Regions from separate parts of the Oryctolagus cuniculus genome. Here region 2 is linked to region 1. A link is a contact called in public Hi-C data. All regions are on one chromosome and are shown on one strand. The core of a region is the stretch at or near the end of the contact, and the rest is flanking DNA. Distances in the headings are between cores, read along the strand shown.

Evidence for each region. Hi-C and Micro-C count contacts between places; a contact is called where the count stands out from the background.
Region 2: a contact with region 1 is called in a Hi-C map of psoas muscle, with 6 times the contacts expected there. The contact joins the promoter of ATP6V1A here to the enhancer-like site in region 1. A contact is called at or near these places in 4 of 6 Hi-C or Micro-C datasets (ear pinna, liver, psoas muscle and 1 more).

The regions. Positions count from the first base shown.
Region 1 is chr4:69,639,886-69,647,217 of mOryCun1.1, forward strand. SIDT1 (SID1 transmembrane family member 1) reads left to right here. Exons shown (of 25, transcript XM_051819041.2): 25 at 1,727-7,264. The coding sequence ends at 1,789. Among named protein-coding and RNA genes, the nearest start is that of USF3, 78 kb to the right of the region's middle. Within about 2 kb of position 3,981, at least 2 of the 8 cell types and tissues checked have an H3K27ac peak or open chromatin away from gene starts, as enhancers often do.
Region 2 is chr4:69,749,300-69,756,631 of mOryCun1.1, forward strand. ATP6V1A (ATPase H+ transporting V1 subunit A) reads left to right here and starts at 4,332. Exons shown (of 15, transcript XM_051819038.2): 1 at 4,332-4,604. It overlaps NAA50 (N-alpha-acetyltransferase 50, NatE catalytic subunit), which reads right to left and starts at 4,490. Exons shown (of 5, transcript XM_008266924.4): 1 at 4,232-4,490. The coding sequence starts at 4,266.

The DNA of each region.
Region 1 (7,332 bases), core at 2,731-5,230:
CTCCTGGTCTCTCATGTGGGTGCAGGGCCCAAGCACTTGGGCCATCCTCCACTGCACTCCCAGGCCACAGCAGAGAGCTGGCCTGGAAGAGGGGCAACTGGGACAGAATCCAGTGCCCCAACCAGGACTAGAACCCGGGGTGCCGGCGCTGCAGGCGGAGGATTAGCCAAGTGAGCTGTGGCACCAGCCATAGATCTTTAATTTCATTTTCCCTCTGCTCTCCAATATTTTCAGACACAGAGTGATGAATTGCTTTCCCTAAGTTGCCCAGCGTACCGAGATAGAATTGGTTTTCAGATCCATGTGCCTGGAGTTCCCGAAAGAGCCGCCTTTGACCTTCACTCGATCCCCATTCTACTGGGCCATTCCTTCTTGTGCTCTGCTCACTCACATGTCCGCCCTTCTTCCAGTCCAGCTGAACATTCTACAGTCCTGGGGTGGCTCAGATAGCCTCCAGCCTCTGTCCTTCTCTCCAGCCTGTTCCCAGGGTCTCCTGTAATCCCTCTCTTTGTCCAAACCCTTTCCTAGAAGGCATGCATGCTTATGTTAATCCTGAGTGGCAGCTTCCAGCATGTTAATCCTAACTGACTTTTCCAAAGTAGAAGTCCGGGTGCTAGCATGCAGGTTCAGTTGACAACGAACAGTGTAGGTCGCTTTGACCATTCTCTGGCAGCCATGTTAACATCAAGAATGGGCCAAGGCTTCCCCCTAGTGGCCAGTTTGGGAAGTTTAGGAAAGTTAAAGCACGCTGTATACCTATTCCTTACAGGTTTTATTTTTGAGAGACAAAAGTAGAGCTAAGCAAGTTGTACCCAGCATCACTACACACACCAAATAGGTGTTTGCACTCCTCCGCACAGGCCACGTGTACTTGGTCTGTGAGTTTCCATCAGGGCATAATGTGAGTCCTAACACTTGTTCTTCTGCCACAGTGTCCCGAAGGTAAAACATTTGAGGAACTCATACCATGCTGGTTAGCAACTCTTGAAGACGGGCTCCCCCTTCCAAGAGTGTTGTAATGCACAGACGTTACAGCAGATTCTCCTGGGTATTTCTGCATGTCATGCCTGTTACATGTGCCCTGTGTAGATCTCTCCTGTTCTTCCCCATAAAACCTCTAATAAAGGATGACATCCTTTAAAATATACAAATAAAGAGAGAGAGAGAGAGAGAGAGAGAGGCCAAGGGGTCCATGAGGAGAGAATGGAAATAAGAGCTAGGAATGGAGGAGAAGGGTCATTTCTGTATGGAAATAGACTGTGCCACAAAACCTCATGTCCTCAGTGTTACCTTCTAATAATGACTGTCCGAGCCATCTTGCCAAAATGGTTGCCTCTCCCACCCCATATTTCCTATGTTTTCTCCCTAGTTTAATTTCAGTCCTTGGCATATACTACCATCTAATATACTGTAGTTTATTCATGGGCTTTTTTCGTGTCTAAAACCCTCTCTTTTATGCAGGCTCTATGAAGGGGGAGATTTTTGTCTCTTGTTCCAAGCTGTATCTCCTTCATCTGGAATAGTACATTAAAACCCTTCCTAAGTGTGTAATTGCTAAATGACCTATATTTCTATAAGTGGTTAACAGCAAGGTATTGAAGAAGGCTGTAGAAGATAGGAGACTGAGTAAGGGATCATACAGTTTTTCAGTCTGTGGGGGTCAGCAAGCAGGGACTTGGCGGGGCTGCGACTGGGAAGTCGTGCGTTTCTGTCTCTCTTGTTTCAGGTTCTGTTAACCCTGGATGATGACCTGGATGTGGTGCGAAGGGACAAGATCCCTGTCTTCTGAGCCTCCTGCATGGAGAGGGAGAGAGGAGCAGTCCACCCTGGTGCTGTTTCATGCAAACGACAGTGACTGCAGCAAAGCCACCACTGCCAGCGCTCCACTCAGCCTCCGGAGAGGCAACTCTGCCTGTGTTCCCCCGGGAGGGAGGTGGCTGGGGGCACGAAACCTCAGGAAGGCGGGCAGAAGGGAAGCCACAGCTGGGAACAGAGGCACCGAGAAACACCTGTCCCCTTCTGTCTGCTACTCCGTGAGTCAGACATGGTCAGAACTGGATCTGAGAGGCCTTCGCGCCCTCCCCTGAGACTCGCTGGCAATGGCAGACTGCTGCTGCTCCTCTCCTGCCAGCTGCCGCCGTGTCAGGCCAGCTCCTTGGATCTCCCACCTCCCTGACACCTGCTGCTCCGGGCTTCCCAAAGCACCAGCTCACTTCTCTAAGGTCCTCAGAGGATGGGATTGCCCGCGTGGAGTGGAGAGGTGGACCCAAGTAGGATAGATGTTCTGGGGGTACCAGCTGGTTACCACTTCTGGAGGAATGTCCAGTGTTTCCTCCAGGTTCCTACTGCCATTAGGAGACTTGAGGTTGGACTCTGGGACACATACACCTTTGAACAGGTGACTGTCACTGTCTCCAGAATAGGGAGAGCGGCCCTATTCCCTAGTGTCTTTGCTACGTTGCTGCGTGTTGAGCCCTCGCTCTTGAAAAGGCCCTGTTGCTCCACAGACTTCCATCAGTTTCAAGACAGATGGGGCGTGGCCGGCAGTGCTAAGCGACTGGAAACATGGACATCAAGCGGGCAGACCTCACCCGAGGGACTGGGACTGCTCATGCAAATCAGCCAAGGGCACGGTGCTTACTTGGCTCTCCCATTTGCGCACCACAATCCTGCGCCTACGTCACCTTTGTGGAGGGAATGAGTGTTCTGACAAGGGGCTCTCGTCGGGGACTTCGTGACTGAGCCCCGTGCCTGTCACATCATGTAGATCAGGGTTCCAGACTTTCTCCCTGGAGTCCTCAGAAGGAACTATCAGGATGAGCACATCTTCCTCTTCCTCTCTCGTTGTCCAGGGTACAGCGAATGTGATATCGTCCACTGATTGAGCCTGGCTCATTCCTGCAGTGAGGTGTTGAGAAGCCCAGCGGCCATCTCTGTTTGCACACTGTCTGGCGGCTCCTCCTCCGAGAAGTCCCATTTTGACCAAGCTGTCCTGCTGCCTGGAGCATGACGTAATCCGGAAACACGCACACAAGCGTGCACACACGTTTGTTTGCTGGCGAGACTGAAGTCCCCTCTCACCTCTTGTTTCGTGATCATTTGTCACAGAAAGGGATCAGGCATTCTTTTTAAAAAAAAAATCATTGTCCTTTCTTTAAAACACTTGTCTAATGTTCAGAAACACTTTGTGCAAATTCAAAGAGCAAGTGTTTCCAGATTTTTAAACACACAAAGTTGCTTTCCCTGAAATAGTTTGTGATTTTTTTTTTCTAAAATGACCTCAAATTTGTCATTGGTCTTCTGTTATTTTTTCCTTAAGAAATCTCTGGCTTCTGTCTGGATGAAGGCCACCATTTCAGTGGTTGTATCAATCTAACTTCTAAAACAGTTTTCAAACCTGTTTCTGGCTGATCGGGCCCAGTTCTTTCCCTTTAAGGCTCTGATGGTTTCCAATTCAGAAGACCCACCAAAGAAATGTGAAAGACGAAGTCCGTTGCAGTAGCCCTGGGGCCCAAAGTGGACACACATGACGATGATTACCTGTCTGGGAGCTTGTTGGGGGGATGTCAGCGGCGGAGGGGGAGGGGGGATTCAGGAGCCCCTGCAGAAAGGGAGGGGTCGCACTGCTGTAATCTTGACTGCACTCTGAGACTGAGTCCTGTGCTACAAAGTCACACATTGTGCAGGACAATACGCTCAGACCAAGCCTGCTCTCAGGATAAATATCCTACGTGTACCTGTGGCGAATTCTCTCGGGAGCACCCTCACTGTGCTTGGGGGACATAGAAAGTCCTTTGGCTGCATCCGTGGGATAAAGGGCGCGACAAAAGCTTTCAACAAGAGCTCAGGGGCTGCCGCCGTCCTGGGGTGGTACAAGGCCTGTGCTGTTTGCTCGCGTTGCCGTTGAAGAGACAGCCAGTTTAGCTGGAGGGTAGCTGGAGAGAACCAGTGACTGCAAAGAGGCTGTTGGCAGAGCAAGCCCAGAAGTAATGAGAGCAGTTGAGCAGCCCAGAGATGTGGCAGCCAGAGGTCAAGACTGTGCACACACAAAATGACCTCCCCACACCTCCCAGACAGATGCTGGGAGGCCACCGCACCTGTTGGTGCTGGATGCTTGAGGGATTAGCCTGGTTTTATTTTAGCAGCAGGAGAAGCCAGTGGGAAACCAGAATCTGTCTGGGGAAGGGACTTTCCGTGACTGTGGGCGGTCACCTGGCCAGCATTGGGCAAACGGGGGCAGCTGCTGCCTCTGTGGCTCCCAGCACCCAAGAGAATGCTCTGGGTCCCAGAGGGCATATGTTGGGAAATCTAGTAATATCCAAATGTTTCTCACTCTGGGTGACAGCCTGTCTGTCTAAACCTTGAGAGAAGGGAGGAAAAAAAGAAATATTCTCAATAGAAGGAAGAGCAGAGTCTGAGAAGGATTCTGGAGTCAGACTTTAAATCAGTTCTGCTGTGTGACCTTGGGTGAGTCCCCAAAACGCTCGGCTCCCCGGCTAGCACACCTCCATGACCTCACGGGAGGCCGTCCAAGGCAGAGACCGGTCAGGCAGCGGCCGCAGCGTCAGCAGCGCAGCTCCTCCACGCCCATGCCCACCGGCAGAACCCCACCGGCGGCAGAGCAACAGCAGATCTGAGGCCAGGCGGGGATCCCTGTCCTCCACTGAGTCTCCATTAAAATCGGCCGTGCTAGCTCCCCGTCTCAGTTCCAGGAGGGCCCAGAGGGCTTGGGAAACCACCGCCTCGCTTCCGCTCGCTTCCGCTGCCCTGCCCGAGCTGTCAGATCTCCTGTCCCCAGCTTCTGGCTCTTCACCTTCACAATTCACTGCCTCTGACCCTGAATCCAGTTGTTCCAACCCAGAAGAAAAAACACCGCCCAAGCCAGGCCGAGTGGAAAGTCTGGCGGTGCGTGTCACTCCTCGTTGCTGCTGTCTCTACCCCAGGCACCTCAAACACAAGAAAAACCTAGATTTCTCTTGTCCAGTGGCTCCCGTAACCGAGGTTCAGGGAGTGCCGTGTGCAGGTGGTTCCCTGACCTCCCACTCTCCTCCCTCCTCGATGTTCTGCAGGGCAAGCCTGGAAGTTGAGCCTGTAGAACGAGGCAGCTTCAGCTTGCAGGTGGCGAAACAGGTCCCCGCAGTGAGCCACTCAGGGGTTGAAAAGACTCACGGCGACTCTGACGCCCCCTGGTGGAACTGATGGATGAAAAGCACTAGGAGTAAAGGTACTATTTGCCAGAAGCAGTGAAGAACTAAGCTTTGCCTGCTTTTACCCGGATTCTGCCCAGTGTATGGTAGTGGTGGGTTTTTCTTTCCTTTGCTTTTTTTTTTTTTTTTTTTTTTTGACACTGCTTAGAGGAGACAAGATAACTATGCCGTCACGTTTTCATGTTCCCCGGTTTGAAGGCACCATTGTCAACAGGTTAAGTGCCCCCAGACGCAACTTCAGCCAAGCTTGAGAACCACAGACCAGCTTCTCTCACCGCGTTTCTAGAACGCCACGGTAATTTGAGTTTTAGCTCCGACTCCAGCTCAACGGCCCCCTTGGGGAAAATTACACTGTATGGTTTTCCTGAAGCCTGGCGCTGCTGCTCTTAACGTAGCTCAAAGATGACCAAGCGACACTACCATTCACGTAGAATTACCCCTCGCTCCCCCAGTCTTAGAGAAATGCACCTCCGCCCTCTTCCTAAGTATCTCTGGGTTAGGAAATTCCGTCATTTTCCCATGGCCCTTACATCTTTGAAAGTTCCTTGGCACTGTCTTCCATTGTTTTGGCTGCAAGGTAGTCCCTGTCATGGAAGGCTTATCCATTCCCCTGGAGATGGACAGCAGCTGACCGCTGTACTTTAATGTAGAATAGCCTTGAAGTCATATTACATTTCAGCCCAGTGCTAAATAAAGTCTGGATGTCCTGTCTCTTGTTCCAGCATTATCATCATGATTTAGAAAACAACAAGTTTAAACAGTGAAAGATTTTCAAGTCAAGGCGAGGAAAATCCAACACACAGTCCCAACATGGCTAGCTCTGGGGCCCCGGCTTTATATTTATTCTAAATCTTGACTCTGTGTGTGTGTGTGTGTGTGTGTGTGTGAATTATAACTCTAAGTCCCTTGAACAGAAGGTTATCCAAAAGAATTCAAAGCTCTCTTGGGGTGCTGAAACACGGCCATCACAGGAGGTTGATTTGCATTTCATGATTTTTCTTTCATTGCTTATCTTGAGCCTTCTATAAATCACCAGGTACCAGGAAGGTCCCTTTCAAGAAGAAGACAAGCTGTGGCCCGAGTTTTACTCTGCTCCCATCTCAATGTGGGACACCTTGTGAAATATTTGGCTTCATTGAGAGGTGCATTTTCCCTTTATTCTGTCTTTCCTCACAATTTTCTGTTCACTTACATAGAACCAGAAATACAGGGCCAGGCAATACTCAAGAAATATTTGGGCCAGATACTGTAAGGAACTGGGACACAGCCATGGACAAAACACACAGTCTATTCCATCGTGTGGTCTACTGTGCAATCGGCAAGATGGACATGAACCAATAATCTGTTCATTATAAGCAGGTCAAGAGCTATCAGAAGAAAATAGCCTAATAAGAATCTTATCATTAGGTGCAGAGCAGAAAAAATAAAATCCAAATAATTATCAGCAATATCCACCCCTAGAGATAAAGCCCTAATTGCTAATACAACAGAGCGTCTCCCCTACAGCCAAATTCCCAGAAAGAACACTTGGCCCTGTAGTTCTCCAATAAGAGACTCTTCTGGGAGGGGCAGCCTTGCTCCACGTGTGTGTCCCTGTTCTATTACTAAACTAAACAGGGCAGTGAAGTAATTAGTGGGACCCTGCCTGAGATCTGGCCAGAGAAGAGGGTGCTAGTTCTCAGGAGTGGGTGACTCAGAAGAAACAGATTTTTTTGAGATTACCCTCAGGGGCCAGTGCCGTGGCTCACTTGGTTAATCCTCTGCCTGCGGTGCCGGCCTCCCATATGGGTGTTGGGTTCTAGTCCTGATTGTTCCTCTTCCGGTCCAGCTCTCTGCTGTGGCCCGGGAAGGCAGTGGAATATGCCCCAAGTGCTTGGGCCCTGCACCTGCATGTGAGACCAGAAGGAAGCACCTGGCTCCTGGCTTCGGATCGGTACAGCACCGGCCGTGGCAGCCATTTGGGGAGTAAACCAACGGAAGGGAGACCTTTCTCTCTGTCTCTCTCTCTCACTGCCTATGACTCTACCTGTCAAATAAAAAAAAAAAATTACCCTCAATGTGTCTGAGAGTTTCTAGTTAATGATCAAGTATCACAACAATGTAATAAGCATATGGATGGAGCAGT
Region 2 (7,332 bases), core at 3,082-5,581, 110 kb after region 1:
ACACCTGGTTGAATATCACCTTTCTTAGGAAGAACAGCAGATAGGAATAATCAGCTTATCATCCACAAATTCAAGCTACAATTTTGCTGGTTCTCAGGAATAAGCAACCTCAGTACATAGGAGGCAGCATTTCTTAATACACAAACTTCATACAAACACACATATAAACACACCCTGTAGTTAGTAAACAGCAATGTATCTACTACAGAGGAAAGGAAAAACACATGCCAATACAATGGAATGTCCTATTGCTACTACTAATAAAAATTCCAGTAGCAAAAATATGAAGAAAATAGTTTCTGATTTCATGTATTTCTATTTAACTTACTGTTCAGCTAGCTAAAATACAATAAAACACTTAGCAAATAAAATTTCATAACAAATACACATAACTGAAGATGGCGCTGTGGCCTAGTGGGTAAAGCCACCACCCGCAGCACCCGCCATCCCAGAGGCTCCACTTCCGATCCAGCTCACTGCTAATGCAACTGGGAAAGCAATAGAAGATGGCCAAGTGCTTTGGCCTCCGTACCCATGTGTGAGACCTGGAAGAAGCTCCTAGCTCCTGGTTCAGACTGGCCCAGCTCTGGCTGTTGTGGCCATTTGGGGAGCGAACCAGTGGATGGAAGATCTCTCTCTCTCCAACTCTACCTTTCAAATAAGCAAACAAATCTTAAAAAAAAAAAAAAACAACTTAATCACAATCAGTTTCACTTTCACAGGCTTTTCCAAATGGAGTCGGGACACTGGCCACATTACAAACCGGTGATACAAGTTTAGGAACTCAAGGACCTTAGCAACTTTTAAACAATTTAGTACATCCTGCCTGCCTTCATTTTTCAGTGCCTTGGACACAGACTTAGAAGCAAAAAAAAAATTTTTTTTTGAAGTCAACCTTACAGTTCATATTGAAGGTTAGACTATTCTTAAGAAATCATCTTTTAGTTCACAATGAAGGGGTCGACCACTGAGGAGCAGCAGGTTAAACCGCCATCCTCAGTGCCAGCATCCCACTTGGGAACCGTTTCTGGTTCGAGTCCCAGATGCTCCATTTACGATCCTGCTCCATACTAATGCGCCTGGGAAAGCAGCAGAAAATGGCCCAAGTCCTTGGGCCCCTGCACCCACTTGGGAGACAGCTCCTGGCTTCAGCTTAGTACAGCCCAGGCGGCCGTGGCCATCTGGGTAGTGAACTAGTAGATGGATGGAGTATCTCTCTCTCTCTCTCTTTTCTGACTTTCAAATAGGTAAATAAATAAATCTTTAAAAAGAAAGTTCATGGCCGGCGCCACAGCTCACTTGGCTAATCCTCTGCCTGCGGCTCCGGCACCCTGGGTTCTAGTCCCGGTTGGGGCGCCGGATTCTGTCCCGGCTGCTCCTCTTCCTGTACAGCTCTCTGCTGTGGCCCAGGAAGGCAGTGGGGGATGGCCCAAGTGCTTGAGCCCTGCACTCGCATGGGAGACCAGGAGGAAGCACCTGGCTCCTGGCTTCGGATTGGCACAGTGCGCCGGCTGTGGCGGCCATGGGGGGGGGGGGGGGATGAACCAACAGAAAGGAAGACCGTTGTCTCTCTCTGTCTCACTGTCTAACTCTGCTTGTCAAAAATAAAAAATAAAAAGAAAGTTCACAGTAAAAAACACATTGTAGGCTCCTAATCCTAAATGATAGGAACTACATGTAAGGACTCTTCATGTATAGTTGCTTTACAATCATTTATCAGTACTGACTCATTAACTCTAACAGTCCCCACGAACTCTAGCCAGTTATTCATTTCTAAGAATCTGCCCATATCAGGTTATGCACAAATATCCATTTTAAATAAAAAGACAATAGCTTCCTGAGTATCTGCACTCAAAGTAAATTGTGAATAATATCTATTCGGTTCCAAGTCTAGCCAAGGTAGTACCTATGAGAAAGAACATTGCATCCCATGAAGACTGAGCTAGATCAAAGATTTTGGATCTAAACATCCAGAATAATTTCTTAGGACCCTCCTTTAAATCCACAGCACAGTTCAAAATTAAAAACTCCTCAACTTTATCATTTTAACAGAACAACAAACATGTATTGAGTGTCTCTGGTAAAGAAAATACACTAAGAGACATCATCCATACTCACGTTCAGTCCAGTAAAAACCAAACAAAAAAACTCTGAAAACATGTTGGATCATATGTAAAGTAGTGCAACTCCCTAGATCAAGATTCAAGGAGTATATAATTCCCATACTCAATTAATTTTTATTGGAACTCTTTAGAACTTGATATGAAATAATTAATGTAGGTACTGTGAATTTGCTTCCTAAACTTTATTTAAAGCAAAACCACAGTAAAGTAACTTGTTACAGATCCAGTATCAAATTAAACTTTCTTGGAATTTCTCTTGAGACTTCCAACGGAGATACACAGATAATATTTAGACCTGTTTTACGCAGTACCGAGTACACATTTCATCCTCACGGGAGCCGCTGAGTAGTCTAAAGACTTCACTAATTTACAGCGTAGCTACAATTCTTCAACTGACTTATGTTAATAGAAAAAAACCTCAGGCATTTCAGAGATTTAACATTTACAAGCTTCCATTTCTCTCTCTAAGGACTGTAGGGCAAAGCTCCAAAACGGCTGATTTAGGTAATGCAATTTAGGCTAACACAATGCTGTATTACTAAAACTGTAATAATACATAAAGTAATGGTAAATAGACATTTTATCCTAATGGGAATAGTCGTACCTAAACAATCCTTAATTTTATCCGAGAGGGAAACCGTGATCACCTAAGGAAAGCATTGTGGTAACCCACGACCCCCCTCACACTACTCAGGGGCAAACGGTGAACCACTGAAGCAACAGCTCCACCTACTGATGCACAAGACTTCCTTAAACGTTTTGGCATCCCGAGTCTACAGGGCTCGCGCGCTCTCCCCCTCCTCCACTCGCTGACCCAACCCAAATCCAGTTGAGTCACTAGCTCTTAATACTCATCCCCAGGCTCTTCATTCCCGACCCTTCTCCCTCCAGAAGATTCTGCAGAAATCCCACGTGTGAACAAAATGGGAAGGTTGTCAAAAACGGCGGCCGCAGCGCCGAGCCTGCGCCTGGAGGACAAGCAGCCCCTTTCCACCTGAAGTGGCGGGCCGCGGCTGGCTCAGCCGTGCGCTCCCCGGCAGGAGGCCCCAGGCCTCACAGTGGCCTCCGGGCCCTGCCGCTGGCCTCCGCTCAGCACACAGTCGTCCTTGGGGCGCCGAAATCCTGCGTTCCCGGGGTCTCGCCTCCCTTCGTCCTTTAGTCTAACAGCCCGCGCCGAGCCGCCGCCCCCTCTGGGAGCGGAGCAAACAGAAAAAGCCTAAAAGCCTCCGACCGCGCAGTCTTCGCCCTGGACTCCCCTCCTCCGCGGCTCTCCCATTACACGGGCCCGGCTGGGCCCCAGCCGGCTGTCCTTCCTCACCCTTTCATCTTCCCCGCCTGCTGAGGCCGTCGTTACCGCCGCTATCAACGCCGTCGTCGTCGCCGCCCAGAGCCCTCAGCGCTCTCAGCTCGGGCCACTCAACCTCCCGAGCCGGCCTCCTCGCTCCGGGCAGGGAGCGGAGCGTGGGACTGAGACCGCGACAGCCGAGCACGGCCCTGTGCCTCCGGAGGGGGTGGGAGGGGTCTCCCGCCGCCGCTAGGGTGCCTGCGCTGCCCCACACGTGCACCCGCGAACTCGGCTCCCGCTGCCGCCGCCGCCAGCCAGCCCCGCCGCCCCGCTGTGACCTTTCACCCCGCCCCCTCTGCGCGCCGGCGCGTCCGCCGCCCAGCGCGCAGCCGCACTACTCGCCTCTGCGCACCCTTCCCCCTCCTCTCCAAGACCTCCATCTTCCCAACTGGGCTGCGCCTTCGGGCGTCACGCTGCTGCTCCTCCTACCCGTTACGACAGCAGCTGTGGGGCTTGCCTGGTAGGCCCGGGCGGCGAAATCCGGATTTTTCCACCCCTCCCTCGTCGCTCCCAAATCAGCAAGTTCAGTCTTTCCCGACCCTGTTCTTTCTAGTTGATGGTCACCAGCTAGACCGCCAAACGCTTTTGTCTAATAGGGTTTTGTAAAGCCGGTTCCTGTAAGTGTAAACAAGTGTGGAAAGCTCAAGTCAATGAGGTGCTTTAGAAACAAACGTAGCTAACAATCGGCCGGATAACTCGCTACCCCAGGCACACCGTTTTGAGATCACGTGACTAGCCTAAGCCTTACGGCCTGGGACTTTACCGGCAGGCGCCAGTGGCTCGGAACTCCATCGCCATTTCCGGTCCGTGGAGCTGGGCGTGAACGTCACTTCCTTAGCAATGCACTTTAACCCTTGCCATCCGCACTTTTCTCCATTGCACTCTGCAACCTAATCGTGGTGAAAACTTAGGCTTAGTTTTTGTTTTGATCGCTAGAAAAATGCGTATTCAAGCGATCCGTAAAAAACGCAAACCCCCGAAATGCAGCGCGCCGGGTTGGGGGCGGCGGGGCGGAGCTCGAGGTCACGTGAATGGTTAGGCCCGCCCCTCCCCCGCAGCTGAAGACTTCCCCTCCCGCAGTGACAGAGCCTCTGGGTCGGTGATCCGTATTGCTTGTGCACCTCGCGCCCCAGCAGGTGAGCGGCGACCGGTAACTGGAGACTGGTGGGGACAGCCCAGGGGGTGGCAGGAGGGAGAAGGGGGAGTGTGAACAGCGGCCTCCGTTGCCCGGCTCATCCTTCCCGCTGTCACTCTGCGCCGGCAGGGAGCTTATTTCTCCATGTCTCCTGACCCCTGTCCTCCCATCCCTCCTACCGTGGTCGCCCCTACTACCTGGAGGTTGAGGTGTCCACTTTTTCCTTGTTTGGGAGTGAATGCGGTCATTATCGTACCCTCTTCGGAATCTTTGGGGCTCCGTGTAGTAGAATTGGTTCATCCATTCCTTCGGGGGAGGGGGGTTTGCACTGCCACCGGGTCCCCATTCCCCAAAGCTCATTCCTCGGTCAAGGCCCTCGTCCGGGGCTGGGGAGCTGGAACGGTGGAAAAACCCTGGAGGCAGAGGCGTCTCCTGCGAGACAGGCTTGGGAGGGAATGTCACTGATGTGGCCCTCGCTGCGGAGTCACGCGAAAGCTTCCCTCTGAATGTGCTTCCTCAGTAATTCTAAGGATCTTTATCTGACATCCTCGCAAGAGAGATTCTGTAGGTGTTCCTAGGCTTCGGGTGGGCCTAGAAGGGTGAACGAGGAAGGTCGAAGGCCTAACTATCTCCAAAACAGGGAGTGTTGGGACTGCGACATTCTCGATTGAATGGGGAGGCGTTGAAAGATGGTGTTGCAGCGTCGTGGTCCGCGGGAGGCTCAGGCTAGCTTATGGAAAAGTGCCTACGTTTCCCTGCAAGGGAAACGGAACGGGCTGGAAATAAAAGTAAACCAGATTTATTTGACTGTAAACTTAAAGGTAAGAAGACTAAGTCTAGATATTGTTGACTTCATGTTTTCTGCTTCTGTCAACCTTTTTTTTTTCCTGTTCCTCCCTAAAATCCTACTTAATTGCCACTCCCAATCGATGCCTGGACTAGCTTTGTGGTATATGTGTGTTAAGTAGTGCTTTTCTCTCTCCTTAGCTTTCTCCATTTGTAAAACTCCAAATGACCTCTTATTTTGATGAATAATATTTTGTGGACATACAGAAATTGTTTTGCCTAGGATTTTGCCCAACCTATTTTGCATGTAATGTGGTAGACAGTGTATTGACCCCAAACAGAATGCTTTAGGGAAGAATGTTTTTCAGTTTTGGGTTAAAGTATTTTATTTGTACTACCAACTCAGAAAGCTCCTTGTTTCTTTTAAATGGAAAGGTGTTGTAAAAATGACAGACTTGATTTTTTTAAAATTTTCAATTAGAATGAAAAATTCATATTCTCAGCTAAAATGTTGCAGTTTTCTAACCAGTGAAATTGAAGAATCCATTAGAAAGACAGCTGAGAAATGAGGAAGATGGAATCGTCTTTGGTGGATGTGACTGACTTAATTTTATTTTTTCTGTATCTTCCAAATTCTTTTCAATAAACTGTTATGAAGTTTACCGTAGAAAAACTGGCCTTTTGGTGCTCCTTATTGGAAAAACACAATCTTGAAGATCTTGCTGTCTTCAAGTATTGAAGAAGATTACTGAGGGTGGGTGTTTGGCACAGAGATTAAGCTCTCTCTCCCTCTCTCTCTGCCTTTCTAATAAGCACAGATTTAAAAACAAAAACAACCACAAGAAACAGAAGAGGAAAAAGCAACAGTTTTAGCATGTTGTACTTATATGTTGTTCATACTGGTCAATAACAGTTATCTATTGAAATGTTTATTAGGCATGCCTTCTACAGATGCAAATACAATTTTATTAATGAGTTTTTTTTCCAGAGTGAGGTTTCCTGATCTCTAGAGGAGAGAAGGGGGGTGGGGAAGTGTTGCTTCATTGCCCAGGTGACCTTCTACCAAATAGCTCCTTGAGCACTGTGGTAGTCCAAACCAGTCCTGTCTGGGTGAAACCAAAACGGGAGAGAGAAAAACCAGCTACAAAGCATTGAGTCCTAGCGGGGTGAAATGTCAGTATTGAAGAGGTTGAATGAGTTTGCAGTTTTACTTCACAATTTCTCCAACTTTAGGGAACTTATGAAAGCAGTAATGGAGATCACTGAGGAAATCTGACAGATGAGCAGCAGGAATTGGTGACTACATTGCTTCTGAGACTGAATGGGGAAAAGAGCTTTAACATACACAATGAAAACCTGCGCATGCGCACACACACACACACACAGAGGTCTTGAAGCCTGGAAGACATTTCTTAGAGTAGCTTTATCTGTCTATGAGTGTTATATGTTAAAATCCTAACATTTATGTAGAACATTGTGCTGTAGTCCACCACTCAGGAGCACATAGGGCTTTTGTGTTAGCGGCCTTCCTGTGAGGGCTTGTTTTCACCGCCTTTACAGATGATCTCCACCACTGAGAATGCTTTCTTCCCCCCGGGCAAAGGTAGCCACTCAGTTCTGTCAACTATTGCATAGTAATTTCTGTTCTCTTTTCACTTCCAGCACGTTGCAGTCTGTGGCCTTATTTTCATTTAACCATAAAGATCTTAGGGGTTCAAGTGCAGTGTCTTTCCTGTGTGTCTTGAACACCAGAATGCTGAAGTTCCTGATAGGTACTTACTAAATTGTTTAAATGAGTGTTGGACAATTAGACAAGGAGATGAAACCATTTTACCTGTTGCAGTTCCTTGTACCTTCTAAGGTTGTGCAGTCAACATAAGCTTGCAAATGCCACTTGTTAATGATAACCTTCCAATGTATAGTCAATGGAATAAACATAAACC